Regions from separate parts of the Sus scrofa genome. Here all the other regions are linked to region 2. The links are chromatin contacts, called in public HiChIP or PLAC-seq and promoter capture Hi-C maps. All regions are on one chromosome and are shown on one strand. Each heading gives the region's core, a stretch centred on a gene start, on an enhancer-like site or on the middle of the called end of the contact. The rest is flanking DNA. Distances are from core to core; before and after follow the strand shown.

Region 1 (4,134 bases), core at 578-3,077, 130 kb before region 2:
AGGATCCGAGACAGCTCATGGCAATGCCAGATCCTTAACCCATGAGCAAGGCCAGGGATCGAACCTGTGTCCTCATGGATGCTAGTCAGATTCATTAACGGCTGAGCCATCACGGGAACTCCGGAACTAACTCAATCTTTAAAGCACACTTCAAGTAAGGCCTTTTGTCAGCTGTTGTAATGCATACAAAATGACCATTTCCAGCCTCTCACACAAGCAGAGGTATTTACTATGTCAGAAAATTAACCATGTAAAGACACAAACCACTAAAAACTACTAAAAGAAGGTGAGGAAAAGGGTCCTTTAGCTACAATGAAGGGAAAGGAAAGTGATATCTGAACTAAGTCCTAGGAAGCAGTATTTCCCAGACTGTGAACACCCAAGAGTAAGAAAAGAGTCTCAATGGCTTTAACACCTCCATTGCTAGTATTTTTCCTTAATAAATAAACATCAGACCACAGACAGCATTCAACTGGCAACAATATCTTTTTTTGTCCGTCTTAGTAACTTTCCAATTACTTCCAATTTTGTAGCAAGTGAGGTTGGTTTTTCCACTTAAGACATGAAATCATATTCACATGGTACGTGTGTGTATCCTTTTTTTTCTTTTTAAAAAGTGAGTTTTATGCTGAAACAAGACTTTGAAGTGGTAGGAATAGGAATTCCCATTGTGGTCCAGTGGAAACAAATCCGACTAGGAACCATGAGGTTGCGGGTTTGATCCCTGGCCTTGCTCAGTGGCTTAAGGATCCGGCGTTGTCGTGAGCTGTGGTGTAGGTTGAAGATGCGGCTTGGATCTGGCATTGCTGTGACTCTGGCGTAGGCCTGCAGCTACAGCTCCGATTAGACCCCTAGCCTGGGTACCTCCATATGCCTCGGGTGCGGCCCTAAAAGGACAAAAGACAAAAAAATAAAAAATAAATAAAATAAATAAAAATGAAGTGATAGGAATATACATTCTTAATCACAGGTATGTGCCAAAAAAAACAAAAAAACAAAAAAAACTGAAGGTGGCATATGTATGACACAAGTTTGAGAAACAACATTCTACTGTTCCAAAAGGAGAAAAAAAGTAGTTTGCAGAGATGGGAGAAGGGTATGTAGGTGGAGGTAAACAACAGGGAACTACTAACAGATATTTAAAAACTTAAGAGCCACATCAAAGAATTCTTAATATCTGAGGTTTCTTGCTAAATGCAACAGACCCAACCAGTGGGAAAACCTCTCCTCCAAGACTCTATCCTTTGCCCGGTGGGTGGATTCCCACAATTCACAGCACCCTAAGCCGTTAAGGTTGTCCCTCCAACACTGCTCCAGTCTCTTAAACTCTGAACATCCTTGGTACCCGCTCTCACCGCCACCACCTCCATTCCCCTCCCACATACACGGCCTTCCATAGCCTGCCGCACCCCCCCCCCGAGTGGTCCCCATGCCGCAGGCCCCTACTCACTGTTTGCCGTAGTTACCCCCAACAGGTTTGGTGACAAGCTCCTCCCCGGACAGGGACGACTCGGACTCGCTGTCCGAACCGGTGGTAAAAAACCGCGACATGGCGACGGCGCTGAGCAGCTGCGGCGGACGCGGCTGGACCTACGGAAAAGCCCGAAAGTCACGGGCCACAACAACGGGCCCGGGCCGCCACTCCCCGACCCCGACCCACACCGTCCCCGCACGCACCCCGACTGAGGTTTCGCTCCTCCAAGCACGAGGCCCAAGAAATAGTTACCAGCTGAGCTCGCGAGTCACACCGCGGAGCCGGGACCGCGGAAACGCGCAGAGGAGAAGGCGGGACCCTTGCGTCACTTCCGGGGGACGCCGACGAACTGTACTGTTTGACTACAACTCCCAGATGCCCTCGCGCCACGCAAGGGGCGGGATTCGGCCTGATGTAACCTTGGCGGGGAGGACGCCACCTAGAGATTCTCCCATGGGACCCGCTTTGCTGTCGGGTTTTATTGCTCACAGATGCCAACCATACCTCTGACCCGTGGAGTAAGAATCTCAGGACCAGGATTTTCCTTTTTTAACGTCCACGCGATGCTGATAAGTTACAAGGTTTTGGAGCTAGGCTTCGAGCAAACTTTGAATCTGACTTTGTATTCAAATCCCATCTCTGGAGTTCCCTGTTGTGGCGCAGCGGAAATGAATCCGCCTAGCATCCATGAGGTTGCGGGTTCGATCCCTGGCCTTGCTCAGTGGGTTAAGGATCCGGCGTTGCCGTGAGCTGTGGTGTAGGTGGCAGACGCGGCTCGGATCTGATGTCGCTGTGGCTGCGGTATAGGCCAGAAGCTGTGGCTCCGATTTGACTGCTAGCCTGGAAACCTCCATATGCCGTGGGTGTGGCCCTAAAAAAAAAAACCAAAACAAAAAAACAAATCCCATCTCCAACACTTACTAGTGTGTGACACTTAGGCAGATTTCCTAATCTCTGTATGATTCAGTCTCCCCAGATAAGGACCATAATAGGACCTACTTCGTAGAATATTATGAAAATTAAGTGACTTAGTATATGTGAAGCGTTTAGAACAGCGCCTTGTACAATATAAGCATATAATAAATATAAAGCTAGTATCATTCATTATTCCACAAATGCTTATTTACTGAGCATTTGTTATGAACCAGAAATGTTCTAGGCACTGGACACAGCAGCAAACAAAACAGAAAAAGTAGCTGATTTCACAAGGAAACTCCTAGGTTCTAGGAATAAGGAGAAGACCAGTGTACTATCAGCAAAGAGAGCAATGTATTAACAGTATAGAAGTAGATAACTCTAGATCATGAAGATACTTGGAGGCCTATGGATTTAAATCCAGGTGAGTTGGAGAAGCTATCAAGCAGTTTTATTGAGCTGGGACTGTTTTACATTTTTCTTTCTTTCTTTCTTTTTTTTTTTTTTTTTGCCTTTTTGCCTTTTTGCTTTTTTGCCTTTTCTAGGGCTGCTCCCAAGGCATATGGAGGATCCCAAGCTAGGGGTCCAATCAGAGATTTAGTTGCCGGCCTACACCAGACCCACAGCAACGCCAGATCCAAGCTGCGTCTGAGACCTACACCACAGCTCATGGCAATGCCAGATCCTTAACCCACTGAGCAAGGCCAGGGATCAAACCCACAACCTTATGGTTCCTAGTCAGATTCATTAACCACTGAGCCATGATGGGAACTCCACATTTTTATTTCTTTATTAATTTTTTTACCGCTGCACCTGCATTATATGGAGGTTCCCAGGTTGGGGGTCGAATCGGAGCTGGAGCTGCCAGCATACATTACAGCCACAGCACATCGGGATCCAAGCCATGTCTGCGACCTACACCACAGCTCACAACAACATCAGATCCTTAACCCACCATGCAAGGCCAGGGATCAAACTGGAATCCTCATGGATCCAACCTGAATCCTCATGGATCCTAAGCGGGTTCGTTACCGCTGAGCTATGACAGGAACATCTTGTTTTACATTTTTAAAGGTAGTTTCATTCATTCAGCACTTGTCTCATAATGTTGAGCATTGGAGGTACCACGCTCCTCTAAAAGAAAAGTAGGACTTAAAGAGACTGGGCAAAGAAGGAGGCCGTTTTATGTAGGTAGAGGAAACAGTATGAACAAAATCCTAGAGACAGAAAAATTCAGGGCACATTCAGCAGCTGGTATATTGGGGTTAGAACGTGGCAGGGCCTTTCCGCACATCCTGGACTGTCATCCCTCTCTTCCGTCTTCCCTGCTTTTCCTCTCTGTCTCTCTTTCTCTCGTCTCTCCTTCCCTTTCTCGCCACAGATCCACTTGAGGCTGACATTAACCTCATTATCTCCCAAAACAGAAAGAAATGCCCTGAAATTGCCAGGGGAGCTTGAGTAAAGGGTAAAGGAGGTTGAGTGATTTGCAGATCATTGTCACTGAAGATGAAGAAATGCAAATTCAGACTTAAGTTAAAATGACTGATTTTAGAGTGATTTCTCGTTACTCCCAAGACCCTGATCATTTGCAAAGGAAAAAATCATATCCAAACTCTTTATTTTTTACTAATCCTTGGCTAAGTCATTTTGAAAATTTTCGATTTAACAGGGAAGGGGCTTTTTCAGCAAACTTTTTATTGAACTGTAACGTAGAGTCACATGAGTTTGACAGATCAGTAGTGCAC
Region 2 (4,378 bases), core at 338-2,837:
CCACCCACCGCAGCCTGGCTCCTGTACCCTCGGCCTCGGGGGCAGAGCCCGCTGTGGGGTGGCCCCTGGTGCCGGCCCATTTGTCCCACTGAGTGGCTGACAGACACAGAGTCCTTCATCCCCCGCTGGGTCACACTCCGGGCCTTCCGTGTGGACAGCTTGGAGGGTGGGGTCTCTCAGTCACAGGGTCCAAACTTCACACCCTCACACCCACGTGGGGAGCCTCCTAAAGGCCAGGCACTCCCAACCTCCAGGCTCAGGGCTGGACACACAGAGGGATGTGGCTTGTGGGTTTGCCCAGGAGGCACTTCTTCAGTGGCTCAGTGGCCCTCTGGGCACCAGAAACAGGCAGATGGCTGGGGCCCGAGCATCTCCTCTTCCATATACCTCTCTGCTTCCTGCCTGGCCTGGTTCCTTCCCCAGCCCCTCTGGAACCACCCATGGGAAGGGAGCAGCCGGCACTCACTTCTTGGAGTCGGGCTAGGACGGTTCCCCCACCCCACGGTTGCTGGATGGTCAGTGCGCAAAGCCAAGGGGCCTGCCTCTGGCTGCCCACGCTCCAGGCCGGGTCCTGGTGCCCAGCAGCATCACCTTCCAGCTCAGCGTGGGGACCTGTGCTGCCCACTCAAGAGCACCCTCCGGGCCTCTCCTCCATCACCTCAGCTCCACCCTTTCACCCTCTGCCTTCTGGCCTAGCCCTTTGGTGTGTGGGGGGGCTGCTCCAGCCACCCTTGCCCACCCTGCGACTCTCCAAGGGGCTCCTGGGTCCACCTGCCCAGAAAGCGGGTGAGGAACCTGTGTGTGGGGAAGCCCGTCTGGGGACAAGGGGGGATCCTTCCCAAGTGAGAAGCCTGGATCTGGGGAGCCAGGAGCCCCCAAATTGGAGGTTGGGAGACAGGAAGCCAGCGCCCCACCCTGCCTCCTCCCCCACCGCAGGTACTAGGCCCGGAAACCACGGAAAGGGGAACTTGGGCTTTTCTTGTTTTGCTCTCAACCCCTTCCTGTCTCCCAGCTCAGGGCAGCTGCTCGGTGCACCCCACCCTGCCCCCCTCCCGCCCCCAAACTCGCCCAAAGATGCCAAGGGGAGTCTGGCCAGCACATGTCCTGACCCCCGGGCTCCCCCACCTCCATCATGGCTGCGGTGGCCCCTCGCCCTCGTCCCCTCACCGCGCCCTCCCGGACACACGGATGGACCCGCCCACGCGCACCTGCACCCTCAGGCGAGTCCCTCCACGCGGGGCGTGGAGCGGCTCTGTCCCCATCGCCGAGCCAGCTCGCTTTGACAGTCCGTCCGCCCCCACAGCCCGCTCCTGCCAAGCCCTCGCCTGCCCCACAGGTGGCCCAGAGCAGCGATGCCGAGTCCCGCGCCCCCGTCCCCGGGGGGTCTTACCTGCTGCTGAGAGAGGAGTGACCCCCCAAACGGAGGAGGGAGAGGAGGAGGCGGAGGAAGGAGCTGGAGGAGCCGGAGACTGCCCGCTGAGGATGCTCTCGTCAAGACAATGAATGAGAAGCGGCGGCGCCCGCCTCCTTAGGGGTGGCAGCGCCCCTTTGGGCGGAGCTCTTAAAGGGGAGAGCCCTTCGCTCCGCCGAGGCGCCGCCTCGCCCAGCGGACCGACCGCAGCCTCCCCTCCCCTCCCCTCCCTCCCTCCGTGGAGAAGCTCCGCGCCTTCGCTGCCAATGCCAGACCAAAACAGATGCTGTTGGCCAGTGGCTGCCAATCTCATCTTTTAATGTCAAAATGCAAAAATAACCTGTTCCTTCAGCCCACCCCTAGCCTACTCGCCACCCTTTCCCTGGCCATCATGGAAGAGTCCATCAGTGCGCCCCCCGGCGGGCCCGGGTACAGGCCCCCCGTGCCCACCCCCAGCCAAGGCTGTCCTGCCTTCTGTCGCCCCCACGGAACAGAGCTGGGGAAGGGACAGGAGGAGGGAGAGCCACCTGCAGGCAGGAGACCTGGCGTCTGTCCTGGCCCCTGCATTTACAAATGGGTGGCCCCGGGAGAGTCTCTTACCCTCTCTAGGTCTGTGTGCATCTAGGAGCACCTCTGCCCTGCCTGCCTCAAGGGGGAAAATGGAATAATTGGGCGCTTCTTTGGGCGGGGAGGGGTGGGAGCTATAGAGGTGAAGGAGTCGGAGTTGGGCAGCTAGCGGAAGGCAAGGCACAAATAACAGCTCTAATGAGCTAAGTAGAAGAGTTGCCACGGTGGTGCAGTGGGTTAAGAATCCTACTGCAGTGCCTTGGGTGGCTGCGGAGGCACAGGTTCGATCCCCAGCAGTGGATTAAAGGATCCAGCTTTGCCTGCAGCTGCTGCAAGAATTCAACCCCAGGTCTGGGAACTAACAAAAAGAAAAAGAGCCAAGTAGGAGTTCCTGTCGTGGCACAGCAGAAACGAATCTGACTAGCATCCATGAGGACACAGGTTCAATCCCTGGCCTGGCTCAGTGGATTAAGGATCCGGCATTGCCGTGAGCTGTGGTGTAGGTCACAGATGTGGCTTGGATTTTACGTGGCTGTGGCTGGGTTGTAGGCCAGGTGGCTACAGCTCCGATTTGACCCCTAGCCTGGGAAGTTCCACATACCACGTGTGCAGCCCTAAAAAGACCAAAAAAAAAAAAAAGCTAGAGGAGGAAGCCTGGGCTTCAGACTCAAGAGGAAGGAGTTGGTTCCCAGCCAAGAGACTGCCTCATAGAGGTAGAAACACCGGGGGCAGGGAAGGCTTGCTCTAGAATCATTGCTTTCTGAGTTTGAGTCCTGGCTGTCACACCTACAGAGTGATCTTGGGCAGGTTCCTTAATCTCTGTCAGCCTTAGTTTCTCTGGCTGTAACAGCCTCACACCTACCATGAGATTATGGAAATGGATCTTTTTTTTTTTTTTTTTTTTTTTTTTTTTTTTTTTTTTTTTTAATGGCTAGACCACAGCATATGGAGGTTCCCAGGCTAGGAGTCGAATCTGAGCTGCAGCTTCCGGCCTACACCACAGCCACAGCAACTCGGGATCCAAGCCATGTCTGTGACCTACACCACAGCTCATGGCAACACTGGATCCTTGACCCACTGAGCGAGGCCAGGGATCGAACCTGTGTCCTCATGGGTCCTAGTCGAGTTCATTCTGGCTGAGCCCTGATGGGAACTCCGAGGTTATGGAAATGGAAAGCTTTCTGCACCTTATCTGAAGTATAGCAAGTGCTTCATAAATCTTACCTCTCATCACTGCTACTTTTTACAGAGTATTTGGGCTGAACCTAAAAGGCTGAGAAGGAGCCACGGGTGTGACCGGAGGACATCTTGTCAGCTGAGGGGCCATCTGAGCAACAGCCATTAATGTGATTCTATAAGCGACTGGTTCAAACCCTCCCTCCGCCATGGACTGGCTGTACCATCTTGGGCAAGAGGTCTAACCTCTCCAAACCTCAGTCTCACAGTTCCCTTTGTGGCGAAGCAGAAACGAATCCGACTAGGAACCATGAGATTGCACGTTCAATCCCTGGCCTCGCTCAGTGGGTTAAGGATCCGGTTTAGTTGTGAGCTGTGGTGTAGGTCACAGAGTCAGCTCGGATCCCACGTTGCTGTGGCTGTGGCGTAGGCCAGCGGCTACAGGTCCAATTCGACCCCTAACCTAGGAACCTCCATATGCCGCGGGAGTGGCCCTAGAAAAGGCAAAAAGACAAAAAACAAAAAACCCTATGGGTTGTATTTCACCTGAGAGCCTGCTCCTGGATGAGACTGGATGGTGTGGGCAGGAGCAGAAGTGACACGAATAATAGCTGGCATTTACTGATTGCCTACTATGTGCCGGGCACTGTTCTAAAACACTATAAATGTAGAGTTCCCTGGTGGCCTAACAGCTAAGGACATGGCATTGTCACTGCTGTGGTTTGGGCTCCATCTCTGGCCTGGGAACTTCCATATGCCTCGACCCTGGCCAGAAAAAACAAACCAGGTGTTCCCATCATGGTGCAGTGGAAACAATTCCAAATTGTACCCATAAGGATGTGGGTTCGATCCCTGGCTTTGCTCAGTGGGTTGGGGAACCGGCGTTGTTGAGAGCTATGGTATAGACCAAAGACGCAGCTCAGATCTGGTGTTGCTGTGGCTCTGGTGTAGGCCGGCAACTACAGCTCCCATGAGACCCCTAGCCTGGGAACCTCCATATGCTGTGGGTGCGGCACCACAAAAACAAAAACAAAAAACAAAAAAAGAAAAGGAGAGGAAATATATTAAAAGAGTCCTAAGAAACTAATCAACCAACTGTAATATGTGAACTTTCTTTGACCCTGATTCGAACACATCATCTGTAAAAGGTGACCTTTTTTTGGCCATGTTTGCAACATGCAAAAGTTCCTAGGCTAGGGATTGAATTGAAGCCACCGCAGTAAC
Region 3 (4,834 bases), core at 826-3,325, 210 kb before region 2:
GACGAGGCAGGGAAGCTCCAATTTCAAGAGGGAGCAGGAGGGGGGGATAGTGTTACGGGGCCTCCTGTACACACCCCACCCCAGCTGTTGCCACTGCCAGGCAACAGCCCCAGGCAAATGTCAAGGAGCAAATCTGAGAAGGAGAAGGGAGGCCCTGCCAGCTAGTACTCAGGGGCCCACGGGGCCTCCACTATAGAGACCAGGGGACACGGGGACTTTGGGGCCTCCAGAGTCTTGTCTTTGAGAACTAAGATGTTAAGGAAGAAACTCTCAAATGCAGGCTGGATGCTGGGATGGTGGGTGCTGAGGGGAGCTCCAGGGCAGGAGAGGTGCCAGGGCCTTAAGAGGGCGGTGGGGGCGGCCCTGAGGCTGTGAGGGGGAAGGGTCAGGTCAGGTCAGGTGGGTGAGGAGGGGGATCCCGGAGTTCCAGCCCCGATGGGGGGAGTTGGGAGGCGAAGCTCAGAGACAGATGAGGGGTCTGGGCCATTAGGTGCTTTTGGAGTCACCCTGGCACCAGCCGCTTTTTCCCGCCTCTGGGAGGGAGTCTTTGCTTCAACCAATCAGCGCCAGGAGGGCGGGGCCGGGGTGTCAGGATGCTCAGGGATTGGTGGAGCGGTTTGTGCGTCCCGCGGCATGCCGGGAGCAGTGGTGGCCTGGGAACCTCAGCGGCGGCGTGTGAGCCGTGGAGCCCAGCCGCGGAGCGCTTAGGGGGGTAACCCGAGACCTCGGAGCCCTTGAAGCTCCGGGGGCGGCTTAGCTTCAATGTTTTGGCTGAGAACACCCTAAAGCTTAAAATAAAACCTGCCTGTGGGGTGTGGGGGAGGACAGAGGAATATGCAAATCAGCGTCACCCCACCTCTCTCGGTTCTGGTCTGGAGAATAGGATGCTGAAGGCTCGGACTAGAGGAACCCATGATTTGGAGCCGGTCGCCAGCAGACTCTCCAGATCCCCCCAACCCACAGCCCCAGCCAGCCCCCAGAGGCCCTCCCACACTTACAAAGGAAATGCAGGCGGCCAGGAGAAGGATCCGCACTAGGAGGTCTTCAAACTGCTCTATCACCAGCTCCCACAGGGACTTCCCTGGGGGAAGAAGCAAGGGGAGGGAGCCCTCGGGGTTAAGGTCTAACAGATGACCGGCTGGGACTCTGGGTGCAGGCTGGGATCCAGCCTGGAGCAGAAAGGGTCTGTGGTGATGGGCAGGCCATTTGATGCTGAGAAAAGGGCTGAGGGAACAGGCCAGGAGTCCAAAAACAGGCTCCTCCAAGGAGTGGGCAGTTGTTCAAGGGCTGGATGCCTCAAGGAGAAAGTGCCCGGAAACTTCTGCCCCGGGCCAGGCTCTAACCTTTGGGGAGGAACATTTGTCCCAGGAGTCAGAAGGAGAGGGCAGGAAGAAGGGAGTGGGGCACAGAGGGGAAGAGGTGGAACTTACCTTCCTCAGCAGGGAGCTCTGCCCAGAGAGAAAGAAGAAAAGGACACATTCATTTGGCATTCAGTGCAATGCCGCCCGCACCCAGGACTTTGTGGCTAAGGTAAGAGAATCAGGCCACCAAAAGGGCAGCTGAGGTTCACCAAGGTTATCCATAGAACTTCTCCAATCTCTGGGTCTCAGGGACCCTGTTTTCTCAGTATCCTCCCCTCCCCTGCAGTCATTGGTCCATGACCTGTCTCCTCCCTAGGATCCCCTGGAGCGCAAGGCCCTGGTGTGTGAGTGTGAGTCCATGTGTGTGTTGTGCAGATGCGGGAGGGCACGACCGGCCTCTCCTGCAAGGGACACTTACCATTGTGGCCGTATTTCTCCAGATGCCGCTTAACTTGGTCCGGGGTGAGGCCTGTGGTCTCGCTCACCCCAAAATAGGCCAAACATTCTTCTGTGGTCTTGGAGTGTGCAGCCTCCATGGTGCTCCCTTCCTGGGGGCCAGGGGGCGGTCTGTTCCTTCTGGGGGGGTTTCCTCACGCGTGGGGGGCCTTCCTCAGTGTGTCCACCTGCCTGTCCGTCTGGGTTTCTTCCTCTCTCTCTCCTACCCCCCCCAGCTTATTCTTCCCTCCACGAAGCTCTGACCCCAGTCCCACTTGCAGCAGCCGGCCACCCCCCCCAGCCCCCAGCTGGTCCTTATGAGGGAGTGGGGGGGGCAGGCTCCCCCCTCCCCCAGATCAGGGATTGGCTGGCTGAGACTCCAGCAGGAGGGGTCAGAAGAGAGAGATATTTCTGCTGACAGAGGGGGAACAGTGGGGCTGCAGCCTGAGATGTCACTCATGAGGGAAGCTAAGGTGGCCCCAGCCCCAGGGAAGGGGGGGGGTAGGGAGAGACTTCGCTTTCTGTCTTCAGGGGTGAGCCCTCCTGAAATTGCCTCGACTTCTTCAGCTGCACTGAACTTCCTATTCCAACCTCCCCCTCTCCCCTTCTTAAGGCCACGTCTCCTCTCAGGCCTTCATCTCTCATTTTCCTGCGCTCCCTCCTTCAACCCCCCACCCCCACCCCGCTGCCTCATCCTCTCTGAACCTGTTCCTACAGCCACAGTCTCCTCCTTCCTTAGTTTGTGGAAAAGGCAGCAGAGATACTCCAACCCTCCAGGACTTGAAAAGAGGGAGAACATCCTTTGGGGGTGAGAGGAAGTGGCTCTAGAGGGACCAGGGGAAGGAAGGAGGGGAGAGGGTCAGGGGACAGGGCAGAAGATGGTAACCCTACCCTAGGGAGGGCTTGCTGCAGCCATCAACAAGGGATTTAGTGTCCAGGCCCTGGTGACCAAAGCCAGGACGGCCTGTCTCTCCCCCAACCCCCCCCCCACGCCCCATTGCTCTAAGTCAGCCTCTGGGAACGGAGCCTTTGGGCCCCCCCATCCCTGACAGGGAATCCCCCCCCTACCAAGAAAATGGGATACCCAGACAGCCGGGTAATCCAAGAGCCTACAGAATGTGCTGATGGCAGAGGGGGAGGGATCAATGTTTCCGAATGGGGGCAGGGGTCACCCTAAGTCACAGAATGAGGGTCACCTCATCCCACCCCAGGCAGTCTTTGAAATGCGGGGTTTACGTGGCAGACCCCAGGTGGCGTAGCTGTGCTAGCAGACAGCGAGCGAGGACCAGCGCTGCATGCTCAGGTGCTGGGCACACCCCGTGGGCAGAGGCCGGAGGAAAGGGGCATCATGGCAAGGGGCCCCTGGGGGAGGGGGTAAAGCAGAGGCTCCAGACTAGAGGAATGGCCGGCAGGCAGATTGATGGGGACAGGTCTAGGGGAAATAAGGACAGACAGAGCAGGGGGCAGAGAGACGGGGCCGCGAGGGTCAGAGGGAAGTCTGAGGAGCGGTGGGGAAAAGGGACGGCAGGGAGCTGGCATGTGGCAGCCAGGTGGGTGGGGGCCCAGGGCTGGGTGCAAAGCCACAAGTTGTTGCTGAACGGCTGGCCTGGGTATCAGCTTCCTCGGAGAAGCAGCTGCTCTAACGCCAGCCCCACCCCCACCTCTGCTCCAGCAGCATCGGGGCATCTTTTGGTTTGCAACGAGGGCAGCTGCGGCAGGAGCAGGAGCACACGGAGGGTAGCACGGGGTGTGGGCAGGGGAGGAGGAGGGCAGAGAGAGGAGAAAGGGTCAGGGAGAGAATGGGAAGAGGTGAGGGGAAGCAGCGGCCTCGGGGCCCTGCCCTCAAGTCCTTCCTTGGTCTAGGCTTTGGTTTCCTGAAATGAACAGGGAGGCGGATGGACCGCGGGGTTCTCAAGGCTGCTTCTCTGTCTGGTGCTCAGGCTCCTAAGTAGGCAATGGCCTAGGAGACAGCGGGGCAAAGGAAAAGGAAGCCCCGCTTTTTTTGGGGGGGGGGACGGTGACTGAGCCAGCAGGATGGATGGCACTGAAGGACTCAGCCCCCCCCCACCATAGCCATCCTTTCTTCTGCCTGGATGGGGGGGTGGCGGCCTCTGGGGTGAGTTGAGGACACGGTGCTCCTCCCCCACTCCTTTTTGTGGTTCCAACAACCCCCTCCCTGAAGCCGAGTCCTGCGGTGACTGTGACCAGGGTGGGGGCTCAGACAATGGGGTGGGCGTGTTGGGGTCACATCCACAGAAACTCCACCTGGCCAGGCACCCACCTTCTCAGGCCAGAGTCAGGCTCAGCATCTGCCAAGCCTCCTGTGGGTGCTGGCTGGCTTCTCCCCACCACCACCTGGAGGAGTGACAGGGGCACTGTCTTAAAAGAGCAGGAAATGCCCAAACATGGAGAAGGGGGAGAGGACGGAAAGACGGAAGAGATCTGGGCTTCAAGGGACTTGAGAACCTGAGGCCGAGGGAAGGGGGCAGGCTTTACAGGATAGAGCTGCCAACGGGGCCCTTTAAGGTTATTCACTTCTGCCTCCCTCAACTTCCCAGAGGGGAGAGAGACGCCTGAGAGGGAAAGCCACCAGCCAAGAAGCTGCAAAAGGCTCATCCTCAGGGAGGCTGGGGTGTGACCTGGGATGGAGGCAAGCCCTCCCTCTAGGGTCTCCAGGCCCAGAGTTGGAAGGTGCCCTTCCCCGGCTGAGGATGGGAGAGGAAGGACACCCAGCTAGAGCCTGGCCAATCCCCGACCGGTTCTGAACTTCAATTGAACATCCATAAAGACCGGCTTACAGGAGACTGTCTCTTAGGCTTCTGCAGCCAACTCATGCAAATTTGGGGTGGGGTGGGGTGGGGGTGGAGTGGGGGGGTTGGGTCCTTGTACCCTTCCCGCACCCATCTTCAGAAGCCAAGTCCCTGAAGGGTGGCAGGGTTTTGGGGGCGGGAGGGAGCCTCGCTGCACCAGTTGCTGCTAGATTAGAAGAGGATCAGGTCCTGCTTACCCTGGGGCGTCAACGCCTTCACTCGCCATCT

The links. Promoter capture Hi-C pulls out the DNA fragments that hold promoters and counts their contacts. HiChIP or PLAC-seq counts read pairs in DNA pulled down with a chosen protein or histone mark.
Region 1: a contact with region 2 is called in an H3K27ac HiChIP or PLAC-seq map of skeletal muscle, with 5 times the contacts expected there. The contact joins the promoter of LOC110260088 here to the promoter of CORO1A in region 2. A contact is called at or near these places in 1 of 5 promoter capture datasets (liver), 3 of 47 Hi-C or Micro-C datasets (embryonic fibroblasts, mesenteric adipose tissue and subcutaneous adipose tissue) and 2 of 2 datasets of contacts at active chromatin or transcription factors (alveolar macrophages and skeletal muscle).
Region 3: a contact with region 2 is called in a promoter capture Hi-C map of fetal skeletal muscle, with 2.3 times the contacts expected there. The contact joins the promoter of ATP2A1 here to the promoter of CORO1A in region 2. A contact is called at or near these places in 1 of 5 promoter capture datasets (fetal skeletal muscle) and 1 of 2 datasets of contacts at active chromatin or transcription factors (alveolar macrophages).

What each region holds. Positions count from the first base shown.
Region 1 is chr3:18,465,418-18,469,551 of Sscrofa11.1, reverse strand. It overlaps LOC110260088 (eukaryotic translation initiation factor 3 subunit C), which reads right to left and starts at 1,827. Exons shown (of 21, transcript XM_021088039.1): 1 at 1,678-1,827; 2 at 1,451-1,590. The coding sequence starts at 1,551.
Region 2 is chr3:18,334,022-18,338,399 of Sscrofa11.1, reverse strand. It overlaps CORO1A (coronin-1A), which reads right to left and starts at 1,587. Exons shown (of 11, transcript XM_021088028.1): 1 at 1,391-1,587.
Region 3 is chr3:18,545,234-18,550,067 of Sscrofa11.1, reverse strand. ATP2A1 (ATPase sarcoplasmic/endoplasmic reticulum Ca2+ transporting 1) reads right to left here and starts at 2,075. Exons shown (of 23, transcript NM_001204393.1): 1 at 1,780-2,075; 2 at 1,431-1,448; 3 at 999-1,081. The coding sequence starts at 1,897.